Linked DNA regions of Lactuca sativa: regions 2 and 3 are each linked to region 1. The links are chromatin contacts, called in public Hi-C maps. All regions are on one chromosome and are shown on one strand. The core of a region is the stretch at or near the end of the contact, and the rest is flanking DNA. Distances in the headings are between cores, read along the strand shown.

Region 1 (3,541 bases), core at 663-3,162:
AATCTGAGATTTCAGGTGATGGGGAAGCTCATATGGATGAGGGTTCATTTGGTTATAATTCATCGGGAATCTTGAATCCTCATTTGGATTCGTCCATGCGGGACCCACATCGTGATGTGAATGAAAAAGACGAGAAAGAGGTACAGGCGCCAGATGTCGGGATGCCATTGGTTGGAAGCTCGACGGCTGACAACATGGTACAACTTCCGAAAAGTGAGGGAGATGAACATGGCAAGATTAGGGATCGTGTGATGGAATTGCAGAATCTTCTAGAAGAAAAGTCAAATGAGTTGACTGAAGTCGAAGCTAAACTTCAGGCTGCAATAGAGGAGGTAGGAAAGCTTGGTCGGGATTTGGAAATTAGCCGGAAGCTTCTAGATGAATCTCAGGTAATGTCGGTATAATATAACCTAATTCCAAATTTTATGCTTTGTTTAAAAAAAAAAAAAAAAAAAAAAAAATTTGGTAATTTTGCAGATGAATTGTGCACATTTAGAGAATTGTCTTCATGAAGCACGAGAAGAGGCTCAAACTCATCTTTGTGCAGCGGATAGAAGAGCATCCGAGTATAACGCATTGCGTGGGTCCACCTTAAAAGTTCGCAGCCTTTTCGAACGTCTTAAAACATGTGTCTCAGCAGGTGGCATAGCTGGTTTTGCTGACTCACTCAATTCTTTAGCTCAATCTCTTGCCACGTAAGTCAAAATTTCACATTTATCTAAACCGTTTGGCTTAAATATAACCCTATTTATTTTATTTTTTTCTTTTAATATAAAATTCTCAGTTCTGCAAACGAAAATGGGGATGATGGTACTGCTGAATTCCGCGAATGTGTTCACGTGCTCGCTAAAAAAGTCGGTATTTTAACACGACATCGAGCCGAGCTTATTGATCAATTCACAAAAGCCGAGGCATCTCACGAACAGCTTACAAAAGAGTTGGAAGAAAAGAAAGAACTAGTCAACACTTTATACATCAAACATCAATCCGAAAAACAGGTTACGTTTTAATTTTTTTCTTGTCAATATTTTAACTTATAGTAATAAACTCGAATAATAAAACTTTGGTTTACTTTTTGAACCAGGCTAACAAGGAAAAGATATCTTTTGGGCGTTTAGAGCTCCATGAAATTGCTGCATTTGTGCTTGATAAATCCGGCTACTACAAAGCAATAAACAGGAACTGTAATCATTACTATCTTTCTCAAGAATCAGCCGCCTTGTATGCCGACAACAGCCGCCAGCAGCCCGCCTATATTGTGGGCCAGATTGTGCATATTGAGAGACAAACTGTGAAGGAGGTTAATAGTGGTGATGGAAACCCGTATGGTTTAGCAGTTGGGTGTGAGTTTTTTGTTGTCACGGTGGCGATGTTGCCGGAAACCGCCGTTCCCCCGCCACCTGCCGCTGCTTCCTGATCTAAGATGTCCGGTGGAGATATGATGGAAGAAATGTGAAAGATGCGGGAGGAAGTGTATATATATATATATACTACTTGACTTGTTGATGGAAATTTTATGTTTGATCGCTTTCTCCCACTTATTTGTATATAAATTCTCTCTTTATATAAAAAACTTTGTATATATTATCTTTTGATGTCGTTTGTTTCGTAACATAATGTTTTATATCTTTAAAAGGCCAAAAGTAACGCAAAATATTTATGAAAATAGAGCTGTTTTTGACGTATAATTTATTACTAGTATTAAATAGATGATGAAATTGCCATTTGTCGGAAATAGAAATAATCTAAAGAACATAATAAAAAAAAAAGTTGCGTCATTACAAGAATAAATGTTTTCTTTTTAAAGACAAGAAAATTAAAATCTTTACAAGTTGTTGGGCCCAATGATTGTTGTTTGAAAATGAATAAATTATATCGGGCCGGGCCTACAGGATGGAAAACTATAAATAGCGTCAAAGCCCTAGAAACCTCTTCATTTCTCTCTCAGTCTTGAAATTTCTCGATCAATTTCTTCCCCAACTTTACGAAAATCCATCTGTTGATTCGCCGATGTTTTCTTTCCTGACCCTTCTACATCGATATTTGGTTTTGATTCTCTAATTTATCCGGTGAGTTGTTATTCATTATCTGCGGATTTTTAAATTAGGATCGGAAAATTAGGGTTTGTTTGTTTGTGAATTTGTCGATGGTTCTCATCGTGTTTTCGGGTTTTGAATTGCTTGTACGATAAACGATCAATTGTAACTTACTATAAAGAGAGTGACGTATTCTGTTCTGTCTGTACCGCGTAACTCGAGAATTCTAGCTAGGGTTTGCAGCAATTTTTAGCGTCTTTTATTGCACGTTTCATCTTTCATTTCACAGAAGTAGAACAAACGAATCTTTATTGCACATTTAGGTACACGTTCTCCTTACCTCAATTGATAATGAACCTAAACTTATGCCTAATTGTGCTGAGCGCATGGGAGTTTGAATTAGCTTACACTTCGGATTTGCCATATAATTTGTGCAGGATACCATGTATCTCTGCTCACATTGTTATATCAAGTGTATCATCGTTACCCAATTTAAGGTCAAATTCTTGTCACTCTGCGACATTTTGGTTTTAGGTCCTTTTTACTTGATATGAAATGAAATGAAAATGTTGATAATGAGGATGGAGAATTGTGAAAAATGATAAAAATGAACCATAGCTAGGTATAGTTGCTGATTAATATGACACTATATTTCTAGTTTATTTATTTCAATGGGCTGCTATAAGTATCTGATATGTGTCTATAAGTTCATTTGTAACATCTATAGCACATCCATGCAGTGCTTTCTTCAGGACTACAACCATGGAGAAACTGGGAGAAGGGTCTTGTGGAGATAAGCATGGTGGGAAGGATGACTCAAAGACAAGTAAAAAGAGATCTGTTTACAATTTGAGGAGTAAAGATCCAAAACCTGAAGGTTCAATGGGTCCTCCAACTTATAATCTGAGGAATAAAGTTCAAAAAACCGAAGGAAAAAAGGCTTCAAAGGTTACCCAAAATAAGAAAACCCCAAAAAAGAATGGTTCTAAAGATTCTTCACCTGTTATACAGAGGAGGGTAGTTTCAGAAACTGAACTCAAAAGAACTTATCCAAAAATTCCTCCATTCCCAATTACAGATATTGGAAGTAAAAAACCTTTAACTACATCCATGGCTGACCATGACAAGAATCAACCTTCTTCTAGTCAATTGGAACCATTCTTCCATGATCCAGTTTATCATATCAGATGGGAAGGTATGTCCAAAAGATACATTTTTTCTTTTTTTATTAAAACATCATTGGAATTTATTTTATGTGGGTTTAGGGTTCAGTTGATTGACTGAAACTATGCTCTCAAATCATAGGTTATGAACTGGGAAGTGGGCATTGTGGACAGATCTGTGTATTATGCAACAAGGATCTTTCTTCTGCATTAGAATCTGATTCTGATGATGATGAAGAATCTGAATATAATGAAGATTCCTTATATGGTGATGACGATGATGATGGTGGTGTTGATTTAGGTTATTTTGATGAACGTGCACCTCCTCTTCTTCCTATTGTT
Region 2 (3,541 bases), core at 287-2,786, 220 kb after region 1:
AAGGGTAAAACACTGATATTCTTTTTGGGGTATTTTTGACAACAATAAATAACTTCAATGGGCTAAATGAAAGTTTCATTTAACATACCTTTTTGCATACTACTATACGGAACGGAAGAAACCGCCGTTGCACACGTCAGACGACTAGTGGATATTGTGGCTTGCACCACCGCCTTCGGTGGTTCATCTAACTCTCAACTCTCCCTTAAACGCCTCCACGGCTGCTCCTACACGTTCGAAAGAATCAGGATCTAGCAATGGCGAGACCGGTCAGGATTAGAAGTCGAACGGAGAGGATAAATCGCCGAAGACAGATGTCTCGATCAGTTCAGATCCGTCGGAGAAAGGTGACGCGGCGGTGGAGATCTATCCACCGCCGAAGCTTGGACAGTTCTACGACATCTTCTCATTCTCTCGTCTCAATCCAATGTATGTCCCTAACGAGTTCAAACCTAAATTTCATTTTATTGTCCAGGTTTTATAGCTCGCGTGTTGTTTTTACATTTATATTTACAGACATCAGGAGACCCGGTCATCCGTTTCTCGAAGATAAAACCGACGACGATTTCTGCTAAATCGATGTGAGCATCAGCTATTTTTTTAGACATGTTCATAGTGTTGCTAGATTGTAAATTTGTAATCTAGACATATGTGGCTATTATTCACAGATCTAACATCTAAAATGTTATACAACAGGCACACAAAGCTCTTATGAAAGCTTTCATCGATCACAATAATGAAGGTAAACTTACCAATCACTGACTTAGCATCATAACTTCTTCACAAGTAAACGGTTTATATTTGTTACAGGTCGGGAATCTACCTTACGGATTTCAAGCGAACATATAGTTGTGGCAGACAATCTCCTCAAATGGCCCGATTGATTCGATTTTGCCTGAGGAGAGCATCAGAGATTTGGTTATTAGGATCACAAGAGATGTGTGTGATGCAAGCACAAAGTTAATTGGATGCAAAATATGTGCAAAAAGAAAATTCAACAGGTGAGATTTCAACAGAAGAAGAACCAAAGCAAGAAGATGACGAACATAGAAAAAAAATGTTGATGAAAGGATTCGATACAGTAATAGAACCAGAAAGTGTTAGATGATAAGAATACAGCCTCCGAATCTCCGATTGCCATTAATAATCTTCAATTTGTAAAAAATGTTTACGAAGGAAAAACCAAAATTACCATAAACAAATAATAACTAAATTATCTCACAAAATCTGTTTTTGAAAAATAAATGACTATTTTATAATAATTAAAAAAATATAATTTCGTTATATCTATATATTAGTGACTGACTTTTGTTAAAATTACAATAATATTTTGGAAACTAACAAACACATCCCCAAAATTCTTCTAGAAAGTAGTTTTGTGGTTCATGTGAACAGAGAGAGAGAGAGAAGACGAGAGGCCTGAAAATAGCCATCCACCCAGCCATTACATTCTTCAAATCAATCCATCTTGTTACTTGTACGTACTTGCAAAATCTTCTCTCTCTTCTCTCTGTGTGTGTTTGTGTGTGTGTGCGTGTCACCTTATCCTATCATCTCTTTCCCTTCTCTTCTTCCCCCTCTCTCTACCACTCCACCATAATTTATCAATCCTCTCATTGGCCCATCTCCTTAGCTACTATTTCCTACTTCTACTTCTACTTCTACTTCTACAGTTCTACTTCTACTTTCAATTCCTCTCAATTCTCCATTCAATACATGCTCTTCACTCCTCACCAAATGCATCCTGCTTTTTAATTTCTAATTTACCATCACTTCCAATTCCAGAAGTTTCCATTATCCAGAAAATCCAAAATTCCTATCCATAGTTTTACTTTTGTGCGTTTCAATTTGAGTATGAATCTATAAGGACTCTTGAGGGAAATTCACATCGTGATTGTTGTTGTTACGTTAGCCTGAAGAATATTAAATTTTGATTAATTAGTTTAGCATTGTCGTTTTGTTGATTGAATTGGCTGTTTTCTTCTTCTTCTTCTTCTCTGTTCGTTGTTGGTTGTTGATTGGATTTGATTATGGCGCCGAAAGCTAGTAAAGGAAAACCTCACAAGGCTAAGGGAGAAAAGAAGAAGAAGGAAGAGAAAGGTACCTTATTTGTGTTTCCGCCATTTTTAAACCACAACAAATGCTTTCAAAGATACAATTTCAGAAGACATAATCTAATCATTGGTTATGCTATTATTTCAATTTGCTTGCAATCAGATTTAATCTGTCTCCTGCACTTTTTGATTTATTATATTATCATTATAAATATCGATTTTACAGTTACAGCATAAAAATGATAATTTTTTAATATATATATTTTTCTAAAAAACTAACACCTTAAAAAAGTAAAAATTAAAACCATTCATTAATGGATAATATTAAAATTAAATTTGGCAGGTAACATCGATATGTATAATGTTTTTTAAAGCATAACAATGATAATCTTAATAAAAATATTAAACCATTCCTTAATACATAATATTAAAAAGAAAAAAAATTCAAAGATTTTGTTTTTTTCTAAATTTCGTATTTGTATTTCAGCATGTATGTATATGTTTAGAGTATATACAAATGATAAATTTTAGTATATTTTTTTGGAAAAAATAAAATTACCATTCATCAATTAATATTCACATTCATTAATGAATGATTTTTTTTTTTTTTTTTTTTTTTTTTTTTTTACTATTTAGGATTTTTTTTATTAATTTTCTTGAATCATAAGTGGTATTTGTATTGCATATGGAGCCCACAGAGATGAAGGTAGGTTGAAACTTGATCGAACTTAGAGGGGAGGAATGTTTGTCGTAAAAAAAGAGTGACAATTTGCTCATTTTAAACAAATTACATGGTGTTGACTAATTTGATTTAAATTATTATTATCATCATTATAAGTTTTTGGTTGCTTTTGCTTTATTGGTATTATATGGATACTTCTAGTCTCAATGATTGTGGGTGGGGTGCGATGAATGTTTTTATATATTAATCTTAACTTGTCTAAAAAATATTCTTGTTACTATTATTTGTCATAGTTTGAAATACCGAGTAACATTCTTTGTTTGACAGCATTACCAACGGTGGTAGAAATAGCAATAGAAACGCCTGATGACTCCACAGTGACACTTAAGGTAAGCCCAATACAAAAAGTAATCGGTTCTTTTACTTGGCTGCGATTAACAAACATAGATAGTCTTTACTATCTTTATATCGGTTTTGACTGACTTTTTGTATTTTGATGATATTAGGGAATATCTACTGACAGAATATTAGATGTTCGAAAGTTGCTAGCAGTACATGTTGAGACATGTCACGTGACCAACTACTCTTTAACGCATGAGGTAAATGTTAATTAGTAAATATTTCTTGTTTCTCATCAAAGTCAAAATAATTGATTATGCATAAATTTTTGCTTTATACACAAGTTACAGTGTGTTTTATCGTATAACTGGGCATTGGTAAAAGAACTTCGAAAATACTTTTATTGTTTTTTAATAGAAGTCAAGATTCTTTTGTGTATATAATCAAGTTTGGGGCAACGTAAACG
Region 3 (3,541 bases), core at 419-2,918, 140 kb before region 1:
TAAGGCAAATTGAAGGAAATACTCACATGCCATCTTCTTAAAAGGCGTTTAGTGACACCAGTTGCAGTGCAAGGAGGGGTAAAAATGGAATACGCGTCGATATTACCCATTTCTTCATAAGCTATATCAACTATTTGGTCACATTCACGTGATGGATGAATAAAAGATTCCTTGTCACATAATTCGTTTGATTTCTTGTAAGTTTGATCTGAAATCAAGCCAGCTGCCCACATAAATTGGAAAAGTCCAACATGATCACTATAATCATCTGTTAGGGCATTTCCCACCTTCAACAAAAAAAAATTAATTAAATTATGCAAGATCAACTTTAATATCTTTTGTAACAAGATTGGGTCAGAGAGAAATTACCATGTAACCCTTGAGATTAATTGGACTTTTTGAATTTTCTTTGTTGTATCTCACAATGGCTTGGCTTAGTTGAGGAACATAATGTCCTAAAAGAAATAACATTATTGACTTTTGAGGTCAAACTAAGTATCCATTGTACTTCAAATTGAGATTATGATGAATGATGTTTTATTCTTATATGTTACAATCACTTACCTGCATAGCTTTCGCCTGCAATATAGAAATCCCTTCCTTTAAATTGAGGAAATCTTTCAAGCCAATTCAAGAGAAATTGAAGTGAATCCGCAGCTGCAACACAACAGTATATGAGTTCAATTCCATTCATTTCTCTCATGGAATGGAATCTCACATTCCAATTCCTTCTCTGCAAACCAAACGTGACTTAAAGGTTTGAAGTTATACCAGTTCTTTTATCTCCATTGTTCAAGATATCTGAAGTGGTATTTGAGTAAGAATATCCAACTCCAGCAGGGGAATCAAGAAACAACAAATTTGCCACTGCAAATAGTTAACGATTATTAAACGAAGTTTTCAATAATAAACTGATACTAAATTTGGTAATAAAAAATGTAAACTCCTACCAGTGTTCCAAGAATACGGGTTCAAATAAACCGACTTTCCATCTTTATTGACATGAAATGGCCCGACTTCTTCAGCCATCCCATATGCAATTGATGAACATCCAGGCCCTATAGAAACAATCTAGATCAGCAACTCAGTTCGTATTATCACAAGATCATTAAAATAAGCACATATATTACACTTCCAATCAATACGAATTCCTATTGTAATTTTTTAACCAATAAATATTGCTGATCCAAAGCCCTAACATCATTCGAATCCAGATTTACAATGATCAAGCAGAATCTGTATTTAGAACAGGAATACCTGAAATAAATACATCATAGTAAGTAGCTAACCTCCATTGAGCCAAAGAACAAGAGGTTTGGAAGCAGGATCCTCAACAGCTTCCGTCAACCAGTAAAACAGAGCTCTCCCGGATTCTTCATTAACAGTAACATACCCAGCATAGTGTGCAAAGTCGACATTGAAACTCTGACCAGGCAAGTTCGAAACCTGGTCCAACTTCTGTTGAGTAATCGGGTCTGAAACAGACAAAGCTACGCTACTAACTGAAACGAAGACGAAAAGAAGAAATCCCCAGTTCCAAATTGGCATTTTGATTTAGGGTTTAATCTGGAATTGGGAAGAAGATGAAGATTGATTGAAAGCACCGAGGAGAAGTTACATATATAGATATTATTATATTGTGTAGTGGAAGATGATGTTGGTAGTGATCGGGTAACTTTGCTCAGACGGGACCATACCCTTTTCTGGTAGTAGTTTGTTGGAACGTTAACTTCCCGTTACGGAATTGGGACGTTACCGTTAATTCCACTGTTTAGGGGCCCCAAAAAATATTAAATGAAAATTCTATTATAATTTTTGGAAAGGAATAATATTTAAAAGTTTATCTCAGCTTCATGGATATTTCTTGATGTGCCTATTTCTTAATAAGCATTTCACATCCTTTGACGACTATGTATTTATGGTATTTTTTTTAACAGAAAATGAAGCTATATATAGCCTACAAACGGATATTTTGTTTTAAAAGGTTTTTTTACCTTCTTTTAAGTACTCTAAGGACATAAAATCAACTTTTACGTGTTAAAATAGTTATTATTGACAAAATGAAGGGTGAACCGATCATTAAATTGAAGATAAAATAAATAATTCATGTATCTGTTTATTTTCATACCTTGCATCTATAATGAAATACTAAACATATTTTTCCAACAATATATTTCGTCATTTAAAACATGTAACATGAGTAAATGACTTGACGGGAACATGTATAACTTATGTGCATGCATGCAATGTTACAAACCACGTTTTAACATTATTATGTTTTCATAAAAGTGAACTAATCTCATGTTTAGATTGGATTTTAAACTATTAGTATATAGGAAGATTTCACAATACCCATGAAGATCACATAAATGTATTATATCACTAAATATATACACACATATAATCTCACTAGCACTATTTCCAAAATAGTAGGTAAGCCATATGAGCCCTATTACCCCTAAGCTTAATAAAAACTCCTAGCTTTTTTTTTTCGATGCATCCAAAAATGGTGTTATAGAATAAAAAATTAAATAAAATTATATACTTTCAACAATAAATCACATGCTACTCAAACACCTCTTGTATACTATTTGAAAGTCATTATTTCAAGTATTTTGGAAAACAATAATAAACTTTTAAGAAAACAATTAGCCAAAATAGGTCCCAAATAGTTAAGTGTTTACATTTAAAATGTTTAAAATTGTCAAGATACAAAGATAAAGTAAGCATATTACAAACACAAAGATGTATAACGGTTGAGCTCCACATCGAGAGCTTACTTTATTTCGATGGATTACTTTGTTTAATCGATTTATCTTTCAACTATAATCTACAAGAAACACGAGAAGCCTTTATGATAGACTTGAAACCTTGTCTTAGTATAATGGGATCAAACTCACACTCTCTTGCTGTTACAATTGTCATCTAGAAGCTACCACTCAACTAGATACTACAAAATGAAGTATTTAGGTTGAGGGAATAAAAAAAATTGCGTGATGAAGTAGAAGATATTGATATTACAACTTGGAAGCTTGCCTATGGAGTTCAGATAGCAATTCTGTCAAAAGCAAACCCTATGAAATAAGTTAACATTGTTTATATATTGGAATCACCAACAATCACTAATCAAGATCGTATATTTTAAGAAATCGATTGATCGTACAAAATAAGGTGACTGGGTTCATTTTTGTATCTTCTAGACATGATCAATAGACATCACATTGTGTCTCATAACTGGAGAAAAAAAAAAGGTTAGATTGTTAATTAGTGCAAGATAAAATGTTGTTTGTATGGGATTTTATTTAATATATTCTAAAATGATATTCCAAAGTCCCAATTCTTTTGTCTCATCCTTAAAGCTCGACACAAAATTTTATATTTTATAAAAACTTATAATTATATAAAATAAAGTGAGGTGCCTTAATTAACAAACTTTTTTACGAGATTTTTTTTTTCAAAAACACATAACATAAGAGGTATAACATTTCCGTAAAACCCTTTTTGATTTTAAGAACAAAAAATCCCGTAGTTTTAATTTAAA

The links. A called contact is a pair of places that touch in the nucleus more often than the background predicts.
Region 2: a Hi-C map of seed shows a contact between it and region 1, with 4 times the contacts expected there. The contact joins the promoter of LOC111906925 here to the promoter of LOC111906931 in region 1. A contact is called at or near these places in 2 of 4 Hi-C or Micro-C datasets (leaf and seed).
Region 3: a Hi-C map of leaf shows a contact between it and region 1, with 4 times the contacts expected there. The contact joins the promoter of LOC111906933 here to the promoter of LOC111906931 in region 1. A contact is called at or near these places in 2 of 4 Hi-C or Micro-C datasets (both in leaf).

What each region holds. Positions count from the first base shown.
Region 1 is chr8:98,833,070-98,836,610 of Lsat_Salinas_v11, forward strand. It overlaps LOC111906931, which reads left to right and starts at 1,913. Exons shown (of 3, transcript XM_023902718.2): 1 at 1,913-2,069; 2 at 2,777-3,231; 3 at 3,342-3,541. The coding sequence starts at 2,799. LOC111906932 (autophagy-related protein 11) reads left to right here. Exons shown (of 6, transcript XM_023902719.3): 3 at 1-389; 4 at 478-695; 5 at 785-998; 6 at 1,085-1,587. The coding sequence ends at 1,417.
Region 2 is chr8:99,056,817-99,060,357 of Lsat_Salinas_v11, forward strand. LOC111906925 (protein REDUCED CHLOROPLAST COVERAGE 2) reads left to right here and starts at 1,537. Exons shown (of 20, transcript XM_023902713.3): 1 at 1,537-2,100; 2 at 3,064-3,125; 3 at 3,243-3,335. The coding sequence starts at 2,031. It overlaps LOC122195311 (a long non-coding RNA gene), which reads right to left and starts at 1,114. Exons shown (of 2, transcript XR_006185590.2): 1 at 89-1,114.
Region 3 is chr8:98,689,856-98,693,396 of Lsat_Salinas_v11, forward strand. It overlaps LOC111906933 (serine carboxypeptidase II-2), which reads right to left and starts at 1,669. Exons shown (of 10, transcript XM_023902722.3): 1 at 1,290-1,669; 2 at 951-1,058; 3 at 772-867; 4 at 565-657; 5 at 370-455; 6 at 27-287. The coding sequence starts at 1,548.